Linked DNA regions of Sus scrofa: regions 2 and 3 are each linked to region 1. Evidence: chromatin contacts called from public HiChIP or PLAC-seq data. All regions are on one chromosome and are shown on one strand. Each heading gives the region's core, a stretch centred on a gene start, on an enhancer-like site or on the middle of the called end of the contact. The rest is flanking DNA. Distances are from core to core; before and after follow the strand shown.

Region 1 (3,762 bases), core at 342-2,841:
CATTGAGTCGTAGGTACCATAGCAATTCTGGATGCAGCCTGCAAATGTTAATGCATGCTGTGACGTGGAAACTATAATATTTTTAGCATTGAGTTTATTAATAAAGTCTGTTTATGAAGTCTTTGAGCGGTAAAGAAAAATCTTAATAATTTACAGTAAGCTCTGTCTTTCTGAGTATATTAAGCCAATAGCACCTAGTCTGCAGTTACAGCTTCAACAAGCCTCACTGAGCCTTCGGATCTTCCAAGTTCAAACTGAAACCCAGTCAGTGATTGTATTCACTGACCAATATTGATTTGTCGTGTCAAAGAGAAAAGCTGAGCTGTTGTTTTGATTTAAAAACAAAGATGTGACATTGTTTTCCTCTCTTCTAGCTGGAACTAATCTATCACACATTTGGAAGGCATCATTTTAAAAAGACCACAGCGAACTTGGATTTGTTCCTGAGGAGGTTTAATGAAATTCAGTTTTGGGTTGTCACTGAGATTTGCCTTTGTTCCCAGCCCAGCAAGCGTGTTCAGCTCTTAAAAAAATTCATTAAGATAGCGGCCCAGTAAGTATCAGCTTGGAGAGAGAAAAATGTTTGAGCTGAATTTTCATTCTGTCCCCTTAGATTACACCTTAAAGAGAAAAGTGAGAGATAAAATCTCCTCATGCACCGGGACCAACCTCAGGGGCTTAAGAAGCGCTGAACTCTTGTGAAACAGGTGTTCTGTCTAGCTTTTGACATCAATGTGTAAATGTTTTTGTCTTTTTAGGGCTGCACTCTAGGCATACGGAGTTTCCCAGGCTAGGGGTTGAATCAGAGCTACAGCTGCTGGCCTACACCTCGGCCACAGCAACATAGGATCCGAGCCACGTCTTCGACCTACACCACACCTCACAGCAGTGCCAGATCCTTAACCCGCTGAGCAAGGCCAGGGATTGAACCCGCATCCTCACGGATACTAGTCAGATTGGTTTCTACTGAGCCACAGGAACGCCACCAGTATGTAAATTAACATCTTAGAGCACTGATGCTCAAGTTAAACTTGTGACCTCTTTTTGTTCTGAACTAGTCAGACTTTGTGCCTCCTTCAGTTTAAATGAGTCTTTTGGCAAAGTTCTGCTGTACAAAGTTTGTTTTAAAAGGCTGGGCGAGTCGAGGTCGAACATGACACGTTCTCGCCAGTAGAGGGCAGTAGGAACATGCATGTGGCAGGGCATCCGACTCAGCCAGGATAAAAATCAGTAAAATGCATAAAGGCAAGCTAACCTGGTTCACGGAAATCATCTCCAAAAACATCGGAAAAAGCAAGCATCTTACAAACATTCTATTTAACAGCACTTCATGGGAAACAATTTATTTACCACAGGGGCCAGTTAGATTTCTCCCTGACATGAATGTAATCTTCTCTTGCTATTTAGATATGCCTGACAACCTCCTGTTTACTTCCATGTTTTGGGTATCACCACAATGCTAAAAATAAAAGGCTAAATGTGGCTTGTGGCTGGGAGACTTCTTTCCTTTCTAAATGCACGGAGCTCCAGCCCAGGAAGGTGGGGAGCACAAGTGACCCCAGTTAGGCAGCTTTCCTGAGCCAAATAGTTTAGATCTCATACAGAGTCTGAGCTCCAGAGCTAAACAAAGAAGCAAACACCGCTTGACGTCTTACACATATCAGCTTGCCAAAAGCCTTGAGTTATCCTGCCAAAAGTTTGGGGGTTCGACAGAAGATCCAAATCCCTCCGATTTAAATGCTGGCATCTCTTAATTTGGAAGAGCTGCCTTTTCAAAGAAAGGTTTGGTAAAGTGTTGCTTCTGCATTTCTAGTTGAGCTCCTTTCCCCAGGAGCCTAACGGGCTTGTTGCAAGGGACAAATGCCTTGGCGTGTATGGACGTTGTGATAGTCTGTCTTCCCCATTACAAGAAGTACACTGTCCCCTCCCCTGGCGGTGCTAAGTGCAACAAGGGGAGCAGAGATGAAGTCTGCACAAGGACGTGGAGATCAGAGAGGCTTTGGGGACCCAGTCTTGCAATTTTATAGAGCAACCAAGGAGAGCCTTTCAAACATACAGGAATTTTTTTCTAATGTTTTTGCCTTTCTTAGCTCTCTTCCTTCTGATTATGGGTGGATGTGGCCGTCAGAATATATTGGTTTATGTTATTTAACCATTATTTAAGCTGCGCTGTCCTGCAGTGGAACTCTTTACACAACCCAGCTGGAAAAGATTGTAGACTCAGAAAGCAGGATCTACAGGAATGACCTCTAAACCTAGCGGCAGTTCGCGTGTTTTGTGTGATATTTTTAGAGAACCTCAATATATTCCATTGAAGCTCTTTGACCTGCCCAGAACGTTGAGAAGTTGGGGGTCCAAATGTGGTCCTCACTTTTTACAGGTGAGAAGACTGAGGCATAAAGATGTCCTGACTTACCTAGGGTGATAAAAGTTATTTACTTGATAGCCGTGACCAGAGCCGTGAGCAGAAAGGCAGGGCTGTGGCCTTTCATGATCACACCCAAAGGACAGACACAAATGTGTCCTGACCACTCACTGGCTACAGCCCAGGGGCTCTGAAATTGCCCTCAGCCCCTGACTTGAGAGCTACCACCCTGCAGAGAGTGAGGTCCCCGCTTGCTTCCTCACCGGTGCAGGAGATGCTCCATAGCTTCTCTAAATCCGTTTTCCCATTTCCACACAGCCCATGTAAGGATCACTCACTGCTGCCTCTGCGAGGAGAACACAAGCAGCAAATGCAACAATTAGCCTTTTGCAAAAATGCTAATCCAGACAAGATTTAATTATGATGTAGTCAACTTAGATAATCATATTGATTTGTGGTAAAGGATTTGCACTCGTTGCAAAATGAATTCTTCTTTCCCGTTGCAAGAAGCTGGTATGAAGAAGTTGAAGATTCTTTTTTTTTTTTTTTTTTGCATTTACCTGGGCTAAACATTTCATTCTAATTAAGAACCTTTGGTCTTGTCCCACAATATTCTTATTCCCAAATATATATCCATAAAAGCAAAGAGTGGCCAAAATACAGGTTCAAAATGATCAGCTTCATCAACACTGCTAAAACACAGAGCGGGTAACGTTATTGGGGGTCAGCTGTTGAGGTTACTAGCTGTATACGGGTCATGATTTGTACAGTGATATTTGTTCAACAAATTAGAAGCATTTGCATGGCAGGTGGAAGTTCAGTGTGATCTCCTTGGTTCCCTCAGGCTGCCAGAGCCTGGGGTGTCCAGTTTCAGGCTGGAAGTCTGAAAGCCTCCAAGGACATTTTGCTTCCTCTCTTCAGATCCCCTGAGATGTTTCCTTCCAAGTCCAACAAGGTTTTATCGCTTTGGGGTTACAGTAACAATCCCCCAGGTCGGTGTCTTTAAATTTCCTTCTCAAAACCTGCACCGACGGCCAATACCATCACCTTTCTAAAACTGCGATGAGAAATCAAACAGCAGAACACGGTCACCCAAGTGGAAACTTTTATAATGCATTAAATCTATCATTGCCTGTTCTCGTAAGAGAGTCCTGACGAATATTAATGACCATCAGAAAATAGAACCCTAATTTTTTTTTTTATCTCACTCAAAAGTGACATTTTCTCCCAACATGTGCCTCTTGTGTTTCAGCTGTAAGGAGTACAAAAATCTGAATTCCTTTTTTGCCATCGTCATGGGACTAAGTAATGTTGCTGTGAGCCGCTTGGCACTAACGTGGGAGGTAAGCTTCCGCTGCGATCCAGCTGTGACTTTTGCCTTAAGAATTAAAAACAGA
Region 2 (3,811 bases), core at 182-2,681, 140 kb after region 1:
CCTAAAAAGCAAAAACAAAAACAAAAATGTTGGGAAAACTGGACAGCCACGTGCCAAAAAAAAAAAAAAAAAAAAAAAAAAAATTATATGCTTGGATTACAGTTTGACAATATCTATATAATTCATTATATACTTTGAGTATAGAATTTTATAAACTCAAGATCCAGTCATTTGTATTTTGTATGCCTTAAATGTATGCAATTTTTATTTGTCAATTATGCCTTAACAGATCTGGAGGCACAAAGTCAGAGGGGAGGATTAAGTAAGGTCCTAAAAATAATCAAGATGTACACCTTAAATCTACATAATTTTTGTCAAATATATTTCAACAAACATTTTTTTTCTGTAAAAAAAAAAAGATGACAGTTCTCCTGAAGTTGATTTGTATATTCATTACAATCCCAGTCATAACACCAGCCAGTTTTGGGTAGAAATTGATAAGCAGGTGGTAAAACATATATGGAAATGCGAAGGACTTGGAATAGCCAAAGCAAGTTTAGAAAAGAAGAACCGTGTTGGAGGACTTATACCACTGCCTTGTATCAGTACTTAATATAAAGCTACAGTTCCCCCATACTGTGTGGTATCATGCTGTTTAGATAGAACTGTAAAACAGAAGAGAGTCTAAACATAGACCCATATAGATTTGGTCAGTAGATTTTTGAAAAAGGTACAGAGTCAATTCGGATGTGGATGAAACAATGAGGAAAAGATCAACAGATAGGGCTTGAACAGTTAGTGTCTCTATGGAAAAACAGCAACAAAAAAAATGGAGAACCACTGAACTAGGGAACAGTGGTTGACTGCTGAGCAGTGATAATGGTGTTTTCTCCGGCTCTATTCAGCTCAACAGGTTCAGGAGTAGACAGAGAATTGGGTAGGAGTCTATGATTTGCCATGGGATTCAAGGGAGATGAAGAGGGGAAGCAGATACCTGGGAAGGGTGTTGCACTGAGAAGGCACAGGACCTGGTGACTTAGAGGCTTGGGGATTGTTGGAGTCCAGGGAGTAGAGGCAGCGAGCTGGAAGTCTAAGAAGAGAGATGGGTGGATTTTGGATGAAGGAGGGCGTAGTTACTGGTCCTGCAGGGTCTAGGGTGCGACCAAAGGAATGCATGACTTGGGTGTGATGAAGGATTAGGTTGTTGCCAGAGAGTTCGGGGACTTGAGAGGACAAGTGTTAGAGGCTCCTACGTGTGCGTGTGAACATTCCCACACTGTGACACAGGAATCATAATTGGAGAAAATGACAGTGAGCTAGGAGCTGAAATCATCAAGCAATGAAGGGGAGCTCTCTGGAATTGGTGTCTGTTGATGCCTGTGAAGGATGATGGGTGATGCAATCTAATGACGGATTCAACTTGTAGGGAGGGGAAGGGAGGGCTGTCTGGAAGCCCGTGATGAGGAGCCAGGAGGACGCTTTGTTCCCTTCCAGGCCTCATGGAGCGAGTGCTGAAAGAGACAGACTGGCTGCCATGGGGACGCCTGCAGAGGAGCGCCAGCTCCTGTCAGAAGATGTAGGAAAGTAAACTTTCCTGCATCTTCTAACTGGTGATGGCGTGTGAGGGCATGGTGACAGGGAGGGCTTCAGGGTTGGGGAAAGGTGGGCAGTGGGGTCCAGCTGGAGTGTGCGAAGTCCCTTAAGAAGAGATGAGGGCAACCTGGGGCCTGGATTGTCTTGTGGTGATGACATAAACAGATGAGGGGACAGTGAGAGTGCTGGAGTTCTCAAGACACATAGCAGTGGTGGCCGTGGGAGTAGATGTTAGGGCTCTCCTGGCCTTAGGAGTTTGACAGGAGAGACTTCAGGAAGATTTTTTGACTATGAACATCTGTCCAGCAGCCCAAGAGATTTTTCTTAACTCTAGGTTTTGTGATTAGTGGTATCTGGCATTTGGCAGTGACTCTCTGAGCAGATAACTGAGAACAAAGCCATTCTAGAGGAAGAAACTAGGAAGCCAAAAACCAGGAGCAACTTCTTGCCAGTGTGTCCTTAAGGAAGAATCAATCTAGGGCGTCCCCTTTGTGGCCCAGCAGTGACAAACCTGGCTGGTATCCATGAGAACACAGGTTCGATCCCTGGCCTTGCACAGTGGGTCAGGGATACGGTGCTGCTGTGAGCTGTGGTGTAGGTTGCAGACGTGACTTAGATCCTGAGTTGCTGTGGCTGTGGTATAGGCAGGCAGCTACAGCTCCAGTTCAACCCCTAGACTGGGAACTTCCATGTGCCAAGGGTGCAGTCCTAAAAAAACACACATACACATACACACACGCAGACAGCGCTTAGGGCCAGATAGATGGAAGGGCACGCCACTTGTGTCTACAAAAACCTTTCCTGAATTTCTCATTTCTCATTTCAGGCCCATCTGTACAGTTTCTCCAACTCACCTAGCTGAATTGTCTACCTTCGCAAGATACTTCTAGAATTCACTTTCAGAAACACACTTCAGATTTTAGATTTTTGTTTTTCTTCATGAAAAGTATCTTTCAGTTTGGGGCCTCATTTGATACAAGAGTATCTCTCCTGTCCTTGTAGAATGGGAAACCTAGATGTGGGTGTGAGGTGTGATATATATTTGTTTCCTCTAAAAGAATTTTTTTTTTTAACAGCTGCACCTGTGGCATATGGAAGCTCCTCGGCTAGGAGTCATGTTGGAGCTGCAGCTGCTGCCCTACGCCACAGCCACAACACTGGATCTGAGCCACATCTGTGACCCATGCCTCACCTTGTGGCAATGCTGGATCTTTAACCCACTGAGCAAGGCCAGGGATCAAACCCACATCCTCAGGGATACTAGTCGGTTCTTATCCTGCTGAGCCACAATGGGAACTCCTAAAGGAATGTTTGATGAGCCTCTTCCTTTTAAGATATTAATTCAATCATAAGACATGATAAGTAAAATCAGTAACCTTTTTAACTTTAAAAAGAAAGCCCCCCCCCCTTTTTTTTTGGTCATTTCCAGGGCCGTACCTGCGGCATATGGAGGTTCCCAGGCTAGGGGTCAAATCAGAGCTATAGCCGCTGGCCTACACCACAGCCACAGCAATGCGGGATCCGAGCCACGTCTGCGATCTACACCACAGCTCACGGCAACGCTGGATCCTTAACCCACTGAGCAAGGCGAGGGATCGAACCCGCAACCTCATGGTTCCTAGTCGGATTCGTTAACCACTGTGCCACGACGAGAACTCCAAGAAAGTCCTTTTTAATACAACTTTTCAATCAAAGTAAGTGGTGTCCCCTTTGACCACATCAGTTCATAAGCCACATAGGATTATGAAGTCTGTTTTTTCCTTTGCTACCACCCCTCAGCACCGTTTTTCACACACCTGCTTAAACCGCTTCATCTTGCATCCGTTCCTCCCTTCCTTGATTTCTGTACCTGCCTCAGTTATTGTCTCTGTCCTGCCTTTGACCATCAACCATCCTGAGTGAATAAGGACCCCTGAGCCGACTGCTGACTTTCGTCACTGCTGTTTTCATGACTTTCAGCTCCACTTCCCTTTTGCCACTTATGGGTAAAACCTCATAGCTTAGAACCAACCACCCCACCTTCAGAACAGCAATCTGAGCTTCTCCTCTCTGCCCATAATTTATTTTACCCTGTCTTCCAGCAGCCCTGCTTTTCTTCATCCTTATCATGACATCCAGCCTTTATTCTCCGAGCTCAGCCCTCCGTTTTAGATACACTTGCCTCCAGGCCTGCTGGTTTCCCACCATGGGCTAATTTCAGTGTTCTCCTCTTTAATCCTGCTTAATCCCTTTCTTCTTATCTCCTTGACCTGTCCCTTGAAGACAAATGCAATGGCTT
Region 3 (3,790 bases), core at 856-3,355, 220 kb after region 1:
AGCATCTCACCCCAGGCTAGGGGTCTAATCAGAGCTGTTGCTGCCAGCCTATACCACAGCCACAGCAATGCCACATCTTCGACCTACACCACAGTTCACAGCAACGTCAGATCCTTAACCCACTGAGCGAGGCCAGGGATCGAACCCTCAACCTCATGGTTCCTAGTCGGATTCGTTTCCGCTGCACCACAACGGGAACTCCAGAATTTGATTCTTAAAGCAAGAGAGAAATAACTATGAAATTCAGTTACAGAAATTATTAAAAGTTACTCAAGTTGTAACTAGTGAATTTTCACAGCTTGGACTATGTAGGACTTATTACTAGAAGAAAGTTCCTTAGTTCCAGTTACATCTTATTTAAGATCATTTGAATTACTAATACTTTTGTTGACTCTTTTCAGTAATATCCTTATTTGGTAAGAGTTTAAATTTTTTAAAAATTTTCTTTGTTCTTTCATGATTCTTCAAAATATAATCATCAGAACAGTAGAAAAATAATAGATTATTTTATTATTTTTTGGAATTCATATTATGGTCTGTTTTTTTGTTATAATTTTTTTAATAGTTATGTCCCCAATACAGTTTTTTTTCTACTGTACAGCATGGTGACCCGGTTACACATACATGTACACATTCTATTTTCACACATTATCATGCTCCATCGTAAGTGACCAGACATTGTTCCCAGAGTAGGTTATTTTTTAAATTAGCCTTTGTAAAACTGAAATTTTCTATATACCTAAAAAAGGAACCAAAGCCTAGTTATTAAATTATGTTCATTAACAAAAGAAACCTGTTTTATTGCCGTGGGGGGGATGTTTCTTCCGCTGTTTAGAAAACACAACTTGAGAAATAAAGAGAAAATATTTCAGTAGAAAATGTTCTTTTTTTTTATTCTAAGGGGGTAGACAATACATAAATACAGAGAAAGAGTCAAACACTACCTAAGGGGTAACTGTGAAATAGGTGTCTTTTACAGTATAATTTTTTATTCAAAATAGTAAAACTCTGCTTAATTTATGTATCTATCCAATTTAGTGAAGTAATTTGATTGGCATTCTCAGTATGTTGTAGAGAATTTTAGAGTACATTTAAATGTAGATTATCTCAAAGATTTATCCTTGTAAGAAGAATAAAATATCTTGTAACTACTGTATATTTTTCTGTCTAAGGATCACCAAAATCCTTCACCAGTCACACCTACTGAATTAAACCAGTTCTCCTCACCCTACCCTACCTCTCCTCCCAGGGTCTTATTAGAATGAGGACTGAGAAGATAAACCAGACATGCAAATGAAAACTGAAATTTTTGGTCAGAACTTTGGCTGATTTGGTGGTGGAACACCTTAGTCATTGGAGCATTTCTTCCAATGGTATCTGTGCTATTTTGGGACAGACTCCAGAAAATTAAGGTGTCCTTATTGGGTATTGTAAGAAGCTAGCTTTATCCACAATCAGATTCCAAATTCAGAGAGGTTAAAGCACATAAGGTTTCCTTTTCATATAAATTTTCCTGATATAGACATATCCTGTCTCTGATCCATCACGGAAGAATAGAACACATGAATTTAATTTTTGCTATGAAATCCTTTGCAAAAATATGAAAAATAATAATGATGTTTAAAATAGAAAGGTAAAATAGAAAGGTAATGCTGATGCAGTGTTGAAAAATTATATTAATAGGCCTTTCTTCCTTCTTGTATGAAAAGGAATGCACTATTTACACATGGAGGCTCCTGTCAAGGTGATTCACAGAGATCTCAAGTCAAGAAATGGTAACGTAGTCATATCTTTTTATTTTACCCACTTTATTATAAAATATATGCACCTCTGTATAGAAATAAGCATCATACTTTCCTTATCTTTTGTAGCCAACTATTTTGACTCACTGCTGATATCATGAAGATCTTTCCACTATTAATAAATGTCAAAATCCTCTACATTATTTCAAGAGGCTGCATAGTATTCCACTGTATAAATAGCACAGAACGTGGACATTTGGGTTGTTTACATTTTTTTTCGCTGATAAAAAATGTTGAGCTTAATACTTTTTAGTAACACTTTTCAACACATCCCTAATTATTTCTCTGGGATCATTTTCTAAAAGAGGTATTGCCAGATCAAAGTGCTTAGTCGTGCCTTTCTAGTCTTCTATTTTTAGATGGCTCTCTGTACTAGTAGTTTTGAGTTTTGTGCTTGCTGTTCCTGAATTATTTGGTGTAAATTTTTTATGTCACTCATACTACCTGGAGGAGTGCCCCAAAATGATCAGCTTTTTGGAAAATAAAGGCTTTCTTTTTCTTCTTCCTCGTCTTCTGTAGCTCCTAAAGTTTATCTGTGATCCTGCATTTCATCATTCAGGGAAGCAAGCACTTTTAAATGACTTAAAGGATTAAATGTTACCTTCAAGTAGGAGTGGCAACAGAATGCTTCTTCCCTTCATCACTTGAGAGTTAACAGAGAAAGGCAATGGGATTATTTAGCTAGCCAGCACTCAGAGTTTGCTACTTAAAAAAAACCCTACTCTCAGTTCATTTACATTCTTTTATTATTTATATACTTTCTAAGTGATTCTTCTAAGTATAGAGGCGGAGAACTCTTTTTTTTTTTAGGAAATCTTTAAATCACTGCAGTTTATGGTTATGGCTAAGTCCTGATAGTGTGATCCTTAAGTAGGTAGTCGTGGTCAGTGGAGGAAGAGGACTAGGGAATTGCCCAGTGGCCCAGGACCGTGGTGTTTGTCCGGATGGGGAAAGGGGACCTGTTGGCTGTTCAGTTTGGGCCGTCACCCTGACCCAGACAGTCAATTCCAGCTGATTGCTCTTGCCCTTTTTTAGGTCATCACTTATTCTTTGGCTCTTCATAAGCTTCCTGGGGCTAAATCCTTTTGATATATATTGGCCAGCAGGAAGTCCTTAGGAAATGATCTAGAATCTAATAGGAAGTATCAGAGATTTATGACTTCATAAATTTTCAGTTCATGCTCAGAATTTCAATCTAAATAAGTCATTTAGCTTCTCTCCTTTGCATGCTTTATATCAGTATATCCTCAATATCCCATGAGAGAACGGTAAAATTATCCCTGCTGTCATTATGAAAACTAACAATAGGGAATGATCCCATTTTTTAAAATTATTATTTATGCAGTTACTTGATGGGAAAATGCATATGCTTTGAAACAATATAGATCTAACCTTTAGCAATTTGGGGGGGGTGGAGAAGAGGGAATAATAGGACTTTTATTTTTGAAGTTATATATTTTTATAGTGTTAGATTTTTTAAATGAATTTAATCATCTTATAAAAAACAGTAATTTTTAAAATAATTGAATATAGTATTAACAGTATTTATATTTTTATTTGAAAAATGTATAGCTTCTTATACATAGTATCAGATTTACCCTTAGGCTATTTCTGTGCATTAGATCATGCAAAAATTATTTTCCCCACTTACTGAAGTCCTTAGTAAGAGTTAACAAATGTTGATAATCTACCTCATTCAAAGCACTGTGTGGCTTACAAAGGAAATGCTAGAAACATTTCTTCAGGATTCTGTTCTTGGCCTCACACCTTCTTTTGCTCTTACTCATTCCCATAAACGCTCCATCTACATCTTATCCCCCTCAAATAGATCACAGATCGCAACTTTTATTTATTTTTTTATTTTTTTTATTTTTTGCTTTTTAGGGCTGTACCCACAGCATATGGAAGTTCCAGGGCTAAGGATCGAATTGGAGCTACAGCTGCTGACCTACACCCCAACCACAGCAACATCAGATCCGAGCCGAGTC

The links. HiChIP or PLAC-seq counts read pairs in DNA pulled down with a chosen protein or histone mark.
Region 2: an H3K27ac HiChIP or PLAC-seq map of skeletal muscle shows a contact between it and region 1. The contact joins two enhancer-like sites. A contact is called at or near these places in 1 of 47 Hi-C or Micro-C datasets (epiblast stem cells) and 1 of 2 datasets of contacts at active chromatin or transcription factors (skeletal muscle).
Region 3: an H3K27ac HiChIP or PLAC-seq map of skeletal muscle shows a contact between it and region 1. The contact joins two enhancer-like sites. A contact is called at or near these places in 2 of 47 Hi-C or Micro-C datasets (heart right ventricle and skeletal muscle) and 1 of 2 datasets of contacts at active chromatin or transcription factors (skeletal muscle).

Annotation. Positions count from the first base shown.
Region 1 is chr15:79,066,205-79,069,966 of Sscrofa11.1, forward strand. RAPGEF4 (rap guanine nucleotide exchange factor 4) reads left to right here. Exons shown (of 31, transcript XM_021075197.1): 25 at 375-553; 26 at 3,618-3,708. Among named protein-coding and RNA genes, the nearest start is that of MAP3K20, 110 kb to the right of the region's middle. Within about 2 kb of position 1,592, at least 11 of the 83 cell types and tissues checked have an H3K27ac peak or open chromatin away from gene starts, as enhancers often do. A contact at or near this core is called in skeletal muscle, where this site is marked.
Region 2 is chr15:79,207,215-79,211,025 of Sscrofa11.1, forward strand. The region is part of intron 2 of MAP3K20 (mitogen-activated protein kinase kinase kinase MLT); the gene reads left to right. Among named protein-coding and RNA genes, the nearest start is that of MAP3K20, 35 kb to the left of the region's middle. Within about 2 kb of position 1,432, at least 12 of the 83 cell types and tissues checked have an H3K27ac peak or open chromatin away from gene starts, as enhancers often do. A contact at or near this core is called in skeletal muscle, where this site is marked.
Region 3 is chr15:79,284,261-79,288,050 of Sscrofa11.1, forward strand. MAP3K20 (mitogen-activated protein kinase kinase kinase MLT) reads left to right here. Exons shown (of 20, transcript XM_013990583.2): 5 at 1,710-1,775. Among named protein-coding and RNA genes, the nearest start is that of MIR9826, 110 kb to the right of the region's middle. Within about 2 kb of position 2,106, at least 2 of the 83 cell types and tissues checked have an H3K27ac peak or open chromatin away from gene starts, as enhancers often do. A contact at or near this core is called in skeletal muscle, where this site is marked.